Regions from separate parts of the Hordeum vulgare genome. Here region 1 is linked to region 2. The links are chromatin contacts, called in public Hi-C maps. All regions are on one chromosome and are shown on one strand. The core of a region is the stretch at or near the end of the contact, and the rest is flanking DNA. Distances in the headings are between cores, read along the strand shown. Region 1 holds the start of LOC123452367 (zinc finger CCCH domain-containing protein 23-like). Region 2 has its middle 470 kb from the start of LOC123395088.

Region 1 (6,204 bases), core at 3,275-5,774, 740 kb after region 2:
TTTTACAGACTTAGTCTGCAAAGTTTGCTACTATCAACTTTCAACTAAATTTTCTCTAGGAACATATAAAAAACTGTAGAGCTATAGCGCAAGCTACATCGTAATTCGCAAAGACCATTAGACTATGTTCATGACAATTAGTTCAATTAATCATATTACTTAAGAACTCCCACTCAAAAAGTACATCTCTCTAGTCATTTGAGTGGTACATGATCCAAATCCACTATCTCAAGTCCGATCATCACGTGAGTCGAGAATAGTTTCAGTGGTAAGCATCTCTATGCTAATCATATCAACTATACGATTCATGCTCGACCTTTCGGTCTCATGTGTTCCGAGGCCATGTCTGCACATGCTAGGCTCGTCAAGCTTAACCCGAGTGTTCTGCGTGTGCAACTGTTTTGCACCCGTTGTATGTGAACGTTGAGTCTATCACACCCGATCATCACGTGGTGTCTCGAAACGAAGAACTGTTGCAACGGTGCACAGTCGGGGAGAACACAATTTCGTCTTGAAATTTTAGTGAGAGATCACCTCATAATGCTACCGTCGTTCTAAGCAAGATAAGGTGCAAAAAGGATTAACATCACATGCAATTCATAAGTGACATGATATGGCCATCATCACGTGCTTCTTGATCTCTATCACCAAAGCACCGGCACGATCTTCTTGTCACCGGCGTCACACCATGATCTCCATCATCATGATCTCCATCAACGTGTCGCCATTGGGGTTGTCGTGCTACTCATGCTATTACTACTAAAGCTACATCCTAGCAAAATAGTAAACGCATCTGCAAGCACAAACGTTAGTTATAAAGACAACCCTATGGCTCCTGCCGGTTGCCGTACCATCGACGTGCAAGTCGATATTATCTATTACAACATGATCATCTCATACATCCAATATATCACATCACATCGTTGGCCATATCACATCACAAGCATACCCTGCAAAAACAAGTTAGACGTCCTCTAATTTTGTTGTTGCATGTTTTACGTGGTGACCATGGGTATCTAGTAGGATCGCATCTTACTTACGCAAACACCACAACGGAGATATATGAGTTGCTATTTAACCTCATCCAAGGACCTCCTCGGTCAAATCCGATTCAACTAAAGTTGGAGAAACTGACACCCGCCAGTCATCTTTGAGCAACGGAGTTACTCGTAGCGATGAAACCAGTCTCTCGTAAGCGTACGAGTAATGTCGGTCCGAGCCGCTTCGATCCAACAATGCCACGGAATCAAGAAAAGACTAAGGAGGGCAGAAAAACGCACATCACCGCCCACAAAAACTTTTGTGTTCTACTCGAGAAGACATCCACGCATGAACCTGGCTCTGATACCACTGTTGGGGAACGTCGCATGGGAAAAAAAAATTCCTACGCGCACGAAGACCTATCATGCTGATGTCCATCTACGAGAGGGGATGCGTGATCTACGTACCCTTGTAGACCGTACAGCAGAAGCGTTAGTGAACGCGGTTGATGTAGTGGAACGTCCTCACGTCCCTCGATCCGCCCCGCGAACTATCCCGCGATCAGTCCCACGATCTAGTGCCGAACGGATGGCACCTCCGCGTTCAGCACACGTACAGCTCGACGATGATCTCGGCCTTCTTGATCCAGCAAGAGAGACGGAGAGGTAGAAGAGTTCTCCGGCAGCGTGACGGCGCTCCGGAGGTTGGTGATGATCTCGTCTCAGCAGGGCTCCGCCCGAGCTCCGCAGAAACGCGATCTAGAGGTAAAACCGTGGAGATATGTGGTCGGGCTGCCGTGGCAAAAGTTGTCTCAAATCAGCCCTAAAACCCCACTATATATAGGAGGAGGAGGGGGGAGACTTGCCTTGGGGTCCAAGGACTCCCAAGGGAGTCGGCCGAGCCAAGGGGGAAGGTCTCCCCCTCCCAAACCGAAATCTACTTGGTTTGGAAGGTGGAGTCCTTCTTCCCTTTCCCACCTCCTTTTTTTTCTCTTTGATTTTCCTTCCATTGCGCATAGGGCTCTTTTGGGCTGTCCCACCAGCCCACTAAGGGCTGGTGCGGCACCCCCAACACCTATGGGCTTCCCCGGGGTGGGTGCCCCCCCGGTGAACTCCCGGAACCCATTCGTCATTCCCGGTACATTCTCGGTAACTCCGAAAACCTTCCGGTAATCAAATGAGGTCATCCTATATATCAATCTTCGTTTCCGGACCATTCCGGAAACCCTCGTGACGTCCGTAATCTCATCCAGGACTCCGAACAATATTCAGTAACCAACCATATAACTCAAATACGCATAAAACAGCGTCGAACCTTAAGTGTGCAGACCCTGCGGGTTCGAGAACTATGTAGACATGACCCGAGAGACTCCTCGGTCAATATCCAATAGCGGGACCTGGATGCCCATATTGGATCCTACATATTCTACGAAGATCTTATCGTTTGAACCTCAGTGCCAAGGATTCATATAATCCCGTATGTCATTCCCTTTGTCCTTCGGTATGTTACTTGCCCGAGATTCGATCGTCAGTATCCGCATACCTATTTCAATCTCGTTTACCGGCAAGTCTCTTTACTTGTTCCGTAATACAAGATCCCGCAACTTACACTAAGTCACATTGCTTGCAAGGCTTGTGTGTGATGTTGTATTACCGAGTGGGCCCCGAGATACCTCTCCGTCACACGGAGTGACAAATCCCAGTCTCGATCCATACTAACTCAACGAACACCTTCGGAGATACCTGTAGAGCATCTTTATAGTCACCCAGTTACGTTGCGACGTTTGATACACACAAAGCATTCCTCCGGTGTCCGTAAGTTATATGATCTCATGGTCATAGGAACAAATACTTGACACGCAAAAAACAGTAGCAACAAAATGACACGATCAACATGCTACGTCTATTAGTTTGGGTCTAGTCCATCACATGATTCTCCTAATGATGTGATCCCGTTATCAAGTGACAACACTTTCCTATGGCCAGGAAACCTTGACCATCTTTGATCAACGAGCTAGTCAACTAGTGGCTTACTAGGGACAGTGTTTTGTCTATGTATCCACACAAGTATTGTGTTTCCAATCAATACAATTATAGCATGGATAATAAACGATTATCATGAACCAAGAAATATAATAATAACTAATTTATTATTGCCTCTAGGGCATATTTCCAAGAGTAATATGAGCCCAAGCTAGATGCTTGGGTGGGCCAAGACATGTGTTGGACCACACACAACTTCACCACTCCGAGACACTACAATTGAAAGGATACAAGAGGTTCCAATACTAAGGACACTCTCAATCGAGGAGCACCATTTGTTACCACTTGTGCTTCAGAATTCACGAATCGCTCTATGCTCAATTTTATGAAAGGCATTTCAAAATATAATTTGGGATCATAAGTTCTTTATTTGACTTATGGCAGTAATACATGTGCTCAAAGCTTGTGACACACATTTTATATTGTTCTAGTTTTGATAAAAATCATATTGATTCATGTGGATCAACTTTAGAAATCCATTGCAAGCAATTTGGTGAGATGTTGGACAAACCAATTAAGCAAGGTAAGGTGAGAGGTGAGTGTGAACTAGTTGTGTTGTTGTTTATGGCGAAGCCTTAATATTACACGCTATTAATTCATAAACATCATAGTATAATCGATCTGCACCAGCTCATACTCGTATTTACATCGAAGCACATTCGCTGCACCAGTCAAAATGTAACCGTCGAACACTAGCTCACACTGATATTTACTGTGAAACACATTCACTCCACCAGTTAGAGTATAACCTTCGCACACTAGCTGGCACTGATGTTCACCATGAAGCATATTCGGTGCACCAGCCAAAGTATAACCTTCCCACACTAGCTCGCACTCGTATTTACCGTGAAGCACATTCACTGCACGAGTCAAAGTGTAACTGTCGCACATTAGCTGTCACTGCTGTCAAGCGCCATTGCTGCACCGTGTTAACGTATAAAAGACAACGTATGACAGAGGCGCACCAGTCATCGTATTTACACCATCCATAAATTACGTGTCCGTATTAATGTATGAAACGACACTGTAAACATGACGTACCAGCTGTCACTGCCATTTACGATGAAGTACAACCATTGCGATGAATTAACATATAAACACCTAACACCGTGCACAATCATGTTCATACGGAGAACTATCGCGATTTCGATGCATCACTAAAAGCCGTCCCACTACTAACATTTGGTTGGAAGACGATCCATAAAATAATTCAAATATCCATCTAAACAATAATATAAATAAATCAAACATGGCTATAAGATTGGAATGACCAAACCAACAAGTCCAATTTCGAAACATGATAAATTTTGCCTGGATCCAGGTGTTGACCACAGCACACCCTTGGCGCACAAGCAAAACCGTGGTCATTTCTAAAAGAACGAGGCACGAAAAAACCCAAGCCCAAAATTTGAAAGAGGGGAACCGAAAAGAGGGGAAAGGAGACAAAACAGCCAACTTTCCCTCTCCCCAAGACCACGCCCCAACCGCGCTATTTAATTCACCGTGCAACTTACACCTTCCCTTCAGAGGCCCCTCCTCCGCTCCCCTCTTCCTCCTCTGTAACTTCATCTTTCACCTTCCCCATCTCTCCTCTCCCCATCAAAACCGCACCGGGAGGAGCGAAAGCGGGGTGCCATCCATGGACGCCTACGAGGCCACCAAGGTGGTGTTTGCGCGGGTGCAGGCGCTGCACCCGGACCTCGCCTCCAAGATCATGGGCATGCTCCTCATCCAGGACAAGAGCGAGGAGGACATGATCCGCCTCGCCTTCGGCCCCGAGCACCTGCTCCAGGGCGTCGTCGCCAGGGCACGCGCCGACCTCGCCGCGGCCGCCCACCACAACAAGCCCTCCCCGCCCGCGGCGTCGTGGGGCGCCGGGCTGTCAGCGGAGGACGCACCGTTCCCTGGCGTCGACCACGCGAGGTACGAAGGCGTCGGCGGGGAAGGGTTTTACGCGCCGGAGGAGTACGGGTGCTGGTCCCCGGCGAGCGGCGGACAGCACCGCCGGAGCTTCTCGCTGAGCGACGCCGAGGCGGCGGCGGGCGGGTGGAAGCCGTGCATGTACTACGCGCGCGGCTTCTGCAAGAACGGCTCCTCCTGCCGGTTTGTCCACGGCTTGCCTGACCACGTCACCGAGCAGGACATGGATGTCTGGACGGCGGCCACGCGGTCGGAGCTCATGCCATCCCCCTTCCCCTTCTTGCCGTCGCCCAGAGGCCTCAACTTCCTGCTCCAGCAACAGCAGCAGCAGCAGCAGAGCGACTCCCAGAGGTGACACGATTACCGATTTACCCCCAAAGATTGCATTTTTGGTTGCTCTCTCCAGTGCTAATCTTGCTTGCTATTCCAGGGCGGCGGCGGCGGCGGCCATGCTTCTTGGCGGTGGCGGTGGCGGCGGCGACGACATGCACAAGTTCTCCGTGCGGTCGCCTCGGATGGACCGCGGCGGCGACCTCGCCTCCAACCCCGCCGCGCGGCAGATCTACCTGACATTCCCGGCCGACTCCACCTTCAGCGAGGAGGACGTATCCTCCTACTTCAGGTACCGTTCCAAGCGCGCCGCCGCCGCCATGGCTGCTCTCCTCCTTGACCCGTTCAATCAAGCAGCAAACGTTTTGCAGTCTTTCTTTCCTAACAATTAGAACGGATCCATCCATGGAGCAGTTACTACGGGCCGGTGCAGGACGTGCGCATCCCGTACCAGCAGAAGCGCATGTTCGGCTTCGTGACGTTCGTGTACGCGGAGACGGTGAGGCTCATCCTCGCCAAGGGGAACCCGCATTTCGTCTGCGACGCCCGCGTCCTCGTCAAGCCCTACAAGGAAAAGGGCAAGGTCCCCGACAGGTTCAGGCGCGTTCCGCCATCGCCGCCTTACATTTCCTTTTCCACTTTCCTCGTATAATATCTTGCTAGTTCGATTCAGTTAATAATGGCAGGTTTTCGGAGAAAGAAACACATTTTTCTGACCTTGATTTATTGCTGTATGAATTGCAGGAAGTTCCAGGCTCCGCAGCATGGCGACTTCGCCGGGTGCACGACGCCCACCGGTCTGCTCGATTCCAGGGACCCCTTCGACCTTCAGTCACCGCAGATCGGTGAGCGATAGAACCACGCTGCTCTGCGCATGCATTCTTGCTGCATTCCCGTTGCCGATCACAAATTCAATGGTGCTGCGGTTGAT
Region 2 (7,033 bases), core at 3,557-6,056:
GTTTGGGGATTTTTCGGTCTTTCCAACCCAACAGGGAAAAGCCTCTAGAAGCCCCCTCAATCCCGCGTAACAAACAAGGCCTAATAGATAACTCGTATTCCCTCCTCTCAACGACATTTAGGAAATCAAAATGGCAAGAAAAAAGTTGCCACGTTCTGATCGCTATTATGTGGAAGTGTGATTCCCACACGTACACCAACGTCAACGGCCATAACTAGGCCTTGGAGAAACAGCTACAAAAGCGATTTTACTTTCCTGTATACTATCAGGAAATAGTGGTATTTAACCCTTCATTTAGTACACAAATTGAAATATTTTATGTACCTCAGTATAAATTATTTGAAAAAAATGTAAATACTAACACTTGAAAAGAGAATACCCAAAAATTTAGAAACCCACCAATTTGAAAAAAGTTCAAAAAGTAACTATAAAAGTTTTGTACAAAATTAAACAGTTCATGAATTCGAGTAAAGTTTCGAATTGGAAAAGGTTTGTACAAACTAAAAAAGTTCATGAGTTTTAAAAAAGTTCATGAATTTGATAAAAATTCAGTACTTCAAAAAAATCTCACGAAATGGCGAAAAAGGTCAAATCATTTTAAAGAAGTTAGTAAATATGAAAAAGTTTATCAATGTGAAAAATTGCACAAATTTGAATTTTTTTTTCAAAATATGAAAATATTCTTGATTTGAAAAACGAACATGCAAAAGAGTATGTGTATTCAGAAAAAGTTCACGAATTAGAAAAAGTTCATGTATTGCAAAGCATTGTGAATTTCAAAAAGCGCATGAAATTGGAAAAAAATCAATAATTTAGGGGGGATCATAGTTTTCAAATATAGTTCATGAGTTTGAAAAAGTTCATGAAATTTGGAAAAGCATCACGAATTTGAAAAAAAAAATCAAGCAGTTGTAGAAAAATGAAAAGAAACGACAAATAAGAAACAAAATTTGGTTTGGAAAAATCAGGAACGAAAAGAAAAAACAAGACCTCTACCTGCATTACATGGGATGCACAACGACAAGGTAAAAAAGGGGAAAATTTAAGTACAGCAGGTAAACTTTCTAAGTTAGCTACTAGGCGTCGTGCTAAAACATGAGAACTTTAAAGTGAAGTTAATGGGCTGGCGTCCACGTCGGAGGGGTTTGTGCGTCGGCTGGCTAAATGGGCAAATCCTATTTGAAGCTGCAGGCGCTGGTTAAAGTGCATTTTTCTTAACGGACGCCTGCAGCGCTCGGTCATGGGCCGCCCAGGTGTTTTTACGTAAAAACAAAAGAGCGCTAGTGATATTCGAACCAGCGATCTCTCAGAGATATTCTAGTGTTGCAACCACTCCGCCACCAAACGGTATGTGATGAAAATGAACCTTTTAGTTTCTTTATTCTTTATTGTCCCTTTTTATTATTATTGTTAGTCGTTTTCCTTTTTTCCTTTTCATGCTGGTTCATTGATTTTTTTTTTGGAAATATGTAAATTTACTTACAAATCGATTATTTTAGGAAATTTGTTGGAATCTTTTTTAATTGGTGAACTTTTTTTCAAATCGATGAACTTTTTTTCGAAAATGGTGGACATTTCTTAAAATCCGTGAACATGATTTAAAATTTGTGAACGTTTTTATAAATCGATGAACTCTTTTTGAAAATCGGTGAACATATTTTAAAATTCGCGAACTTTTTCCAAAATCGATTAACTATTTTTTAAAATTGATGACTGTTTTTTTCGAAATCGGTGATCTTCTTTTGAAAATCGGTGAACATATTTTCAAATTCGTGAACTTTTTTGGAAATCAATAAACAATTTCTAAAATATTACGATTTTTTTTCTGAAATCGTTGAACTTCTTTTGAAATTCGGTGGACATATATTTAAAATTCATGATTTTTTTCTAAATTCAATGAACTATTTTTAAAACTTTTTTTAAAAATCTGTGAACATATTTGAAGATTCGTGAACTTTTTGACAAATATTGAACTATTTTAAAAAATTTATGAATCGTTTTACCAAATTCAATGATTTTTTCGAATTCTGTAAACTTTTTGAAAATCCATGTACATATTCTAAAAAACTGTGATTTTTTTTGCATAATCATTGAACTTTTTTCAAATCTGATTCAGTGCTTTTTAATTCAATAAAATTTAATGTATGTTTTGTAATTAACGTTTTAAGAAATCAATGAAATTTTTTAGGACCTGCAGCAGGGCGTCAGGAGATGTTTTATGGGTCGGCCCAAGGGGGGCGCTGCAGGCGCCAGAAGCAGGAACCTGCGCCTGCAGCGCCGTATAGGAGCTCCCGGCTAAATAGCCTACTTAAGGGGCAAACCATATTTAACGTTGTAGGAGTCGGTTTTTCCCTTTATTGCAAACCGACGCCTGCATCCATGCTTGTTGGGCTTGGCCCAATTACATATTTTCATGTGTTTCAAAACCCCAAAAAATTAGAGAAAGAAAGTGCGTGCATCAGCGATCGAATTGACGACATCTTTCTTCTAAACTAACTGAACTAACCACTACACGAACATCACCTCAGGTACTTTCTTACTTCCTTTTCTCATTTTATACGTAGACAAAATGTCTGATGTGTTTCCTACATTTTTTTTTCTTTTTTTTCATTGTTTATTTTTTATTTAATGCGTGAAATGTTTCGCAATGGACGATATTCTTTCCCAATTTTTGAATTTTTTCTTTAAAATGATGAACTTTTAAAAACTTAGATGAATGTTTTTTCAATTGGAAGATTTTTTTCAAATTCGATGAACTTATTTCAAATTGAATGAATTTTTCCAAAAATTTGATGAACTTTTTCAATATAGATGAACTTATTTGAAATTCAATCAACTTTTTTAGAAATTTGATGAACTTTTTTCAATATAGATGAACTTATTTCAAACTTGATGAACTTTTTAAAAAATTCCTGAACTTTTCTGAAGATTGATGGACCTATTTTCAATATTGATGAACTTTTTTTCAAAGCAGATGAACTTTTCTTTCAAATTGGTGAACTTTTTTAAAAGTCGTTTAGATTTATTAAAATACGTGAACCTTTTTGAAAATTAGAAGAATTGGTTTTCAAATTCGATGAACTCTTTTTCAAATTAGTGAACTTTTCTTCAAAGTCGATGATCTTTTTTTTCAAATTGGTGAACTTTTTTTAAAAGTCGATGAACTTTACACAAATATGTGAACCTTTTTGAAAAATCGATGAACTATTTTTTGAATTCGATGATCTTTTTTCGAAGTCGATGAGCTTTTTGTCAAAATCGGTGAACGCTTTTCTAAATCGATGAACGTTTGAAGAACTTTTTCAGATTCGATGAACCTTTTTTCAAATTCAATGAATTGTTTTCAAATTCACAAACCTTTTCCATTTTTACTAATTCTCTTAATTGGTACTGACCTTTTTCAAAATTTTGGTTTCTTTCGATTCCTGGTTTTTGTGAATGCTTTTTCAAATGTATGTTTTCATAATTTATAGTTGGTATATAATATTATTAGGGGGCTGCTACCAATCCACCGGTGGATATTTACTAAAAATCCATCACCTCCACAGTCGTTCGATCTCGCCCATAGCCGTCCGATCCGCTCCTGATTTAATTCCTGAAACGACGTTCGAGTTGCAGAAACAATCACTTTGTTGCAAAAAATAAACTTTGGATCAATTAAATCTTGAAACAACGGTCGAGTTTCAGAAACAATTGCTTGTTTCATGAAAAAAATTGTTCGTCTTTCTGCAAACTTAGGTGCTGTTGCGGAAGAATTTTTTGCAACAAAGGTCATGTTTCAGGAATTTTTTGCAGCGGGCAGGGATGGGGCCGCGCTACGGCGGTGCGGGGCGACGGGCGGCGAGGCGTCTAGCCCCCTGGTTGCGGGAGCTTGCCGGCGTGGCCGAGGGGCTACGGCGGAGCCGAGAGCGGGCTGGGACGCCGCAGCACTCCGGCGGTGTGGGCGACGGGCGGCTGGCCCTGGCCGCGTGAGGCGAGGCAGCTGCCCCGTGGTCGCGGGAGCTCGCCGACGGGGCCGGGAGCAGGGCGGGGAAGGCCATGGCAACGGCGGCAGCTCCGGCGAGGCTGAGCAGGCCCGCAGCGGCGAGGTCGTCGGGGCCGCAGCAGGCCAACGGCGGAGGGGCGACGGGACCGCAGCAGGCCGGCGGCGAGGTCGTCGGGGCCGCAGCAGGACGACGACGGAGGGGCGACGGGGCCGCAGCAGGCCGGCGGCGGCAAGGTCGTCGGGGCCGAGGCGGAGGCGAAGGCACGTACCAGGCAGCTTTGTGAAACACCTGCCCAGTTTCTGAAACACCGATCCAGTTTCGAGATTTAACGGACGAGCAGGGCGACGGATGGATTGGGCGGATCGGCTGGTGAAAGATAATTTTTTCCCATCAAATAAAGATGTTTCTAGCTGTTTTATACCTGTAAAATATAGAGACCTTGATTAGTCGTTTTGTTTCTCAACTGGAATTCAGATACGACCGGTGAGATACACGTGTAAAAAAATACATGTGTATACGAACGGTTACCACATCGCCTTGGGGGAGCGCGGCTGAGAGACGCGAGGTGTGCGTGTGGGTCTCGCACACCGTAGCAACTTCATCCAGTTAGCCACAGGACAAAAGTATACCTGCGTGTCTGAAGAAAACGAACACAGTAAACAGATGTCAAAATCAGCAGATCACAATCACCGAACCTTCTTTATATCATGGCAAACATAAACATCGCTGACAAGAATCAAACAGATAACCGGTGCACAATTACTCCAGCAGATTTTATGCACGCTGACAGCGATAGTAGGACCGGAGATACCCTGGCCTCCCAACCCCAATGATTAGACAGGCACTGCTAGCAAACAGGAGCAACGGACACCTTAATCATACCCTAAGATGATACATTAGCTCCACTTAGCATTATTAATTTTGTTGCAGGTCACATCATGCTTACCTGAATCGGAGTTGTAATGTCAGGAGAAGGCACCAACTACCACTGATTGATTAGCATTCATACAAAGATTGCATGGGCATGTCTCAGCTTTAGCTCGTGGGTTAACTAATTAGCAACTGGATGGTGGTCAAGGGGTGTTTCTTTTCAGAGATTTTTTGGTGTAGGGACTAAAAAAAGTCCCTTTTAGTCCCAAGTGAAAGAAACAGGAGGGACTTTTAGGGACTAAAAGGGGGTATTTGGGACTAAAGGAAAAAGTCTCTATGGGAGGGACTTTTTGGGACTTTTTGACACTTTTTCCAACAGTGCCCCTACTTTTAACATGTCATTTAATAACTTATAATACATTACTAGGGGTAACATGGTCTTTTTGCATGTCATTTAATGACTTCTAGTCCATGTTTAGTCCTTGGAAAGAAACAGGTAGGGACTAGAGACTTTTTAGTTGGGACTAAAAAAAGTCCTAAGACTTTTTAAAGAAACAGGGCCTAAGAGCATCTCTACCTGCACCCCCAAGAGGCCCCATGACGTGTTTTTTTTTTCGCCGGCGTCCAAAAATCGTCATAGTCGCGTTTTCAGGACACCAATTTTCATCGGTTGGGCTCATTTTTAGGCCCGACGATCTCAGGCCGAACCCAGCGTGCTGGGGGCGCTTGGGGGCTTCGACGCAAAGGAAAACGACGGGTGGGCTGGTACTGTCACGCGAAAAACGGTTTTTCATCTCGAGATCAGCCCCCCGCGCGCACTACACCTTTTGCCGTCGTGTCGATCCCGACGCCACCCACCTACCTACCGCCACTACAAAAACCATCTCCCCGGCGAGAAAGGGAGGGTTCGCCGCGGCTTCGCCTCCCTGCTTCTTGGTGAGTTTTTCCGACGCTCTGGCCACGCATGCTGCTGCACGTCTGCCACGCCCGCCAGGTGTTCGGCAATTTGTCTCGGCAATGGACTCCAACGACGAGGAGCGTTCACGGCTCTACTGGAGGAGGAAGCCGATGCCGACGCCCAGGACGAAGAGCACCTCATGGTCCTCGCCTCTTTGGCTGGCCTGTTCGCGAGCAACGCAAAACCGTGGCGAGGTGGCACGACGCTGGGCCGGCTGAAGGCAAAGTAGAGGCATCGACTGGAAGGTTATTGCTTGCTCTACACCGACTACTTCGCCAACGCTCCTGTGCACGGCGATAAAGTATTTCAGTGCCGTTATCGGATGAGCTGAAAGCTCTTCCTCAGGATTGTGAATTCCATGATGGAGTTCGGCAGCTACTTCAAGTACAAAAAGGATCGCACTAGCACACTTGAATTCACCTCACTCCAGAAGTGCACGACAGCTATGAGGATGCTTGGATACGGAGGTCCCGGTGATATTTTAGAAGACTATGGACGGATGTCCGAGTCCACCACGATTGAGTGTTTGTACAAGTTTTGCAGGGGAGTGATGGTAGTGTTTTGCAGAGGATTTCCTGGGATGCTTGGAAGTATCGACTGCATGCATTGGAAATGGAAAAACTATCCATTTGCTTGACATGAGATGTACAAAGGCGCCAAAGGAGGTTGTAGTGTGGTACTTGAGGCAGTGACCACACATGACCTATAGATTTGGTACTCCTTCTTTGGTATGCGAGGAACTCATAATGACGTCAACGTACTACAATGCTTGAATGTCTTTGTCAAGCTTGTTGAAGGTCATGCTCCTCTGGTTAACTACAAGGTCAATAGGCACCACCACAACAAGGGATACTACCTAGCACATGGTATATATCCGAGATGGTCCAGATTTGTGGAGACTATCTCAAACCCTGCGCCAGGAGGCAAGAACTCCTACTTTGCCAAGCGTCAAGAAGCTTGCAGGAAGGATGTCGAGCGGGCATTTGGTGTGCTTCAACCTCGATTTCCTGTTGTCCGGTACCCCGCCCAGACCTGGTCGAAAGATCAAATGTGGGAAGTCATGAATTGCTGTGTCATCTTGCACAACATGATCATTGAGAGCGAGCAGGAAGAGCTAGTGTTTGACACCGAACCATATTACAGGCAGGGTCCTCTTGCCCAAGTTGATCACGAACTACCGGCAACCTGGACTGCATTTGTGACAGCCCGATGCCGACGT

The links. A called contact is a pair of places that touch in the nucleus more often than the background predicts.
Region 1: a contact with region 2 is called in a Hi-C map of leaf, with 6 times the contacts expected there. The contact joins the promoter of LOC123452367 here to the enhancer-like site in region 2. A contact is called at or near these places in 3 of 6 Hi-C or Micro-C datasets (leaf and seedling) and 1 of 1 datasets of contacts at active chromatin or transcription factors (embryo).

The regions. Positions count from the first base shown.
Region 1 is chr5H:317,317,373-317,323,576 of MorexV3_pseudomolecules_assembly, forward strand. It overlaps LOC123452367 (zinc finger CCCH domain-containing protein 23-like), which reads left to right and starts at 4,525. Exons shown (of 9, transcript XM_045129019.1): 1 at 4,525-5,294; 2 at 5,374-5,565; 3 at 5,688-5,867; 4 at 6,018-6,118. The coding sequence starts at 4,663.
Region 2 is chr5H:316,579,260-316,586,292 of MorexV3_pseudomolecules_assembly, forward strand. No RefSeq gene overlaps it. Among protein-coding and RNA genes, the nearest start is that of LOC123395088, 470 kb to the left of the region's middle. Within about 2 kb of position 4,807, at least 3 of the 3 cell types and tissues checked have open chromatin away from gene starts, as enhancers often do. A contact at or near this core is called in leaf and seedling, where this site is marked.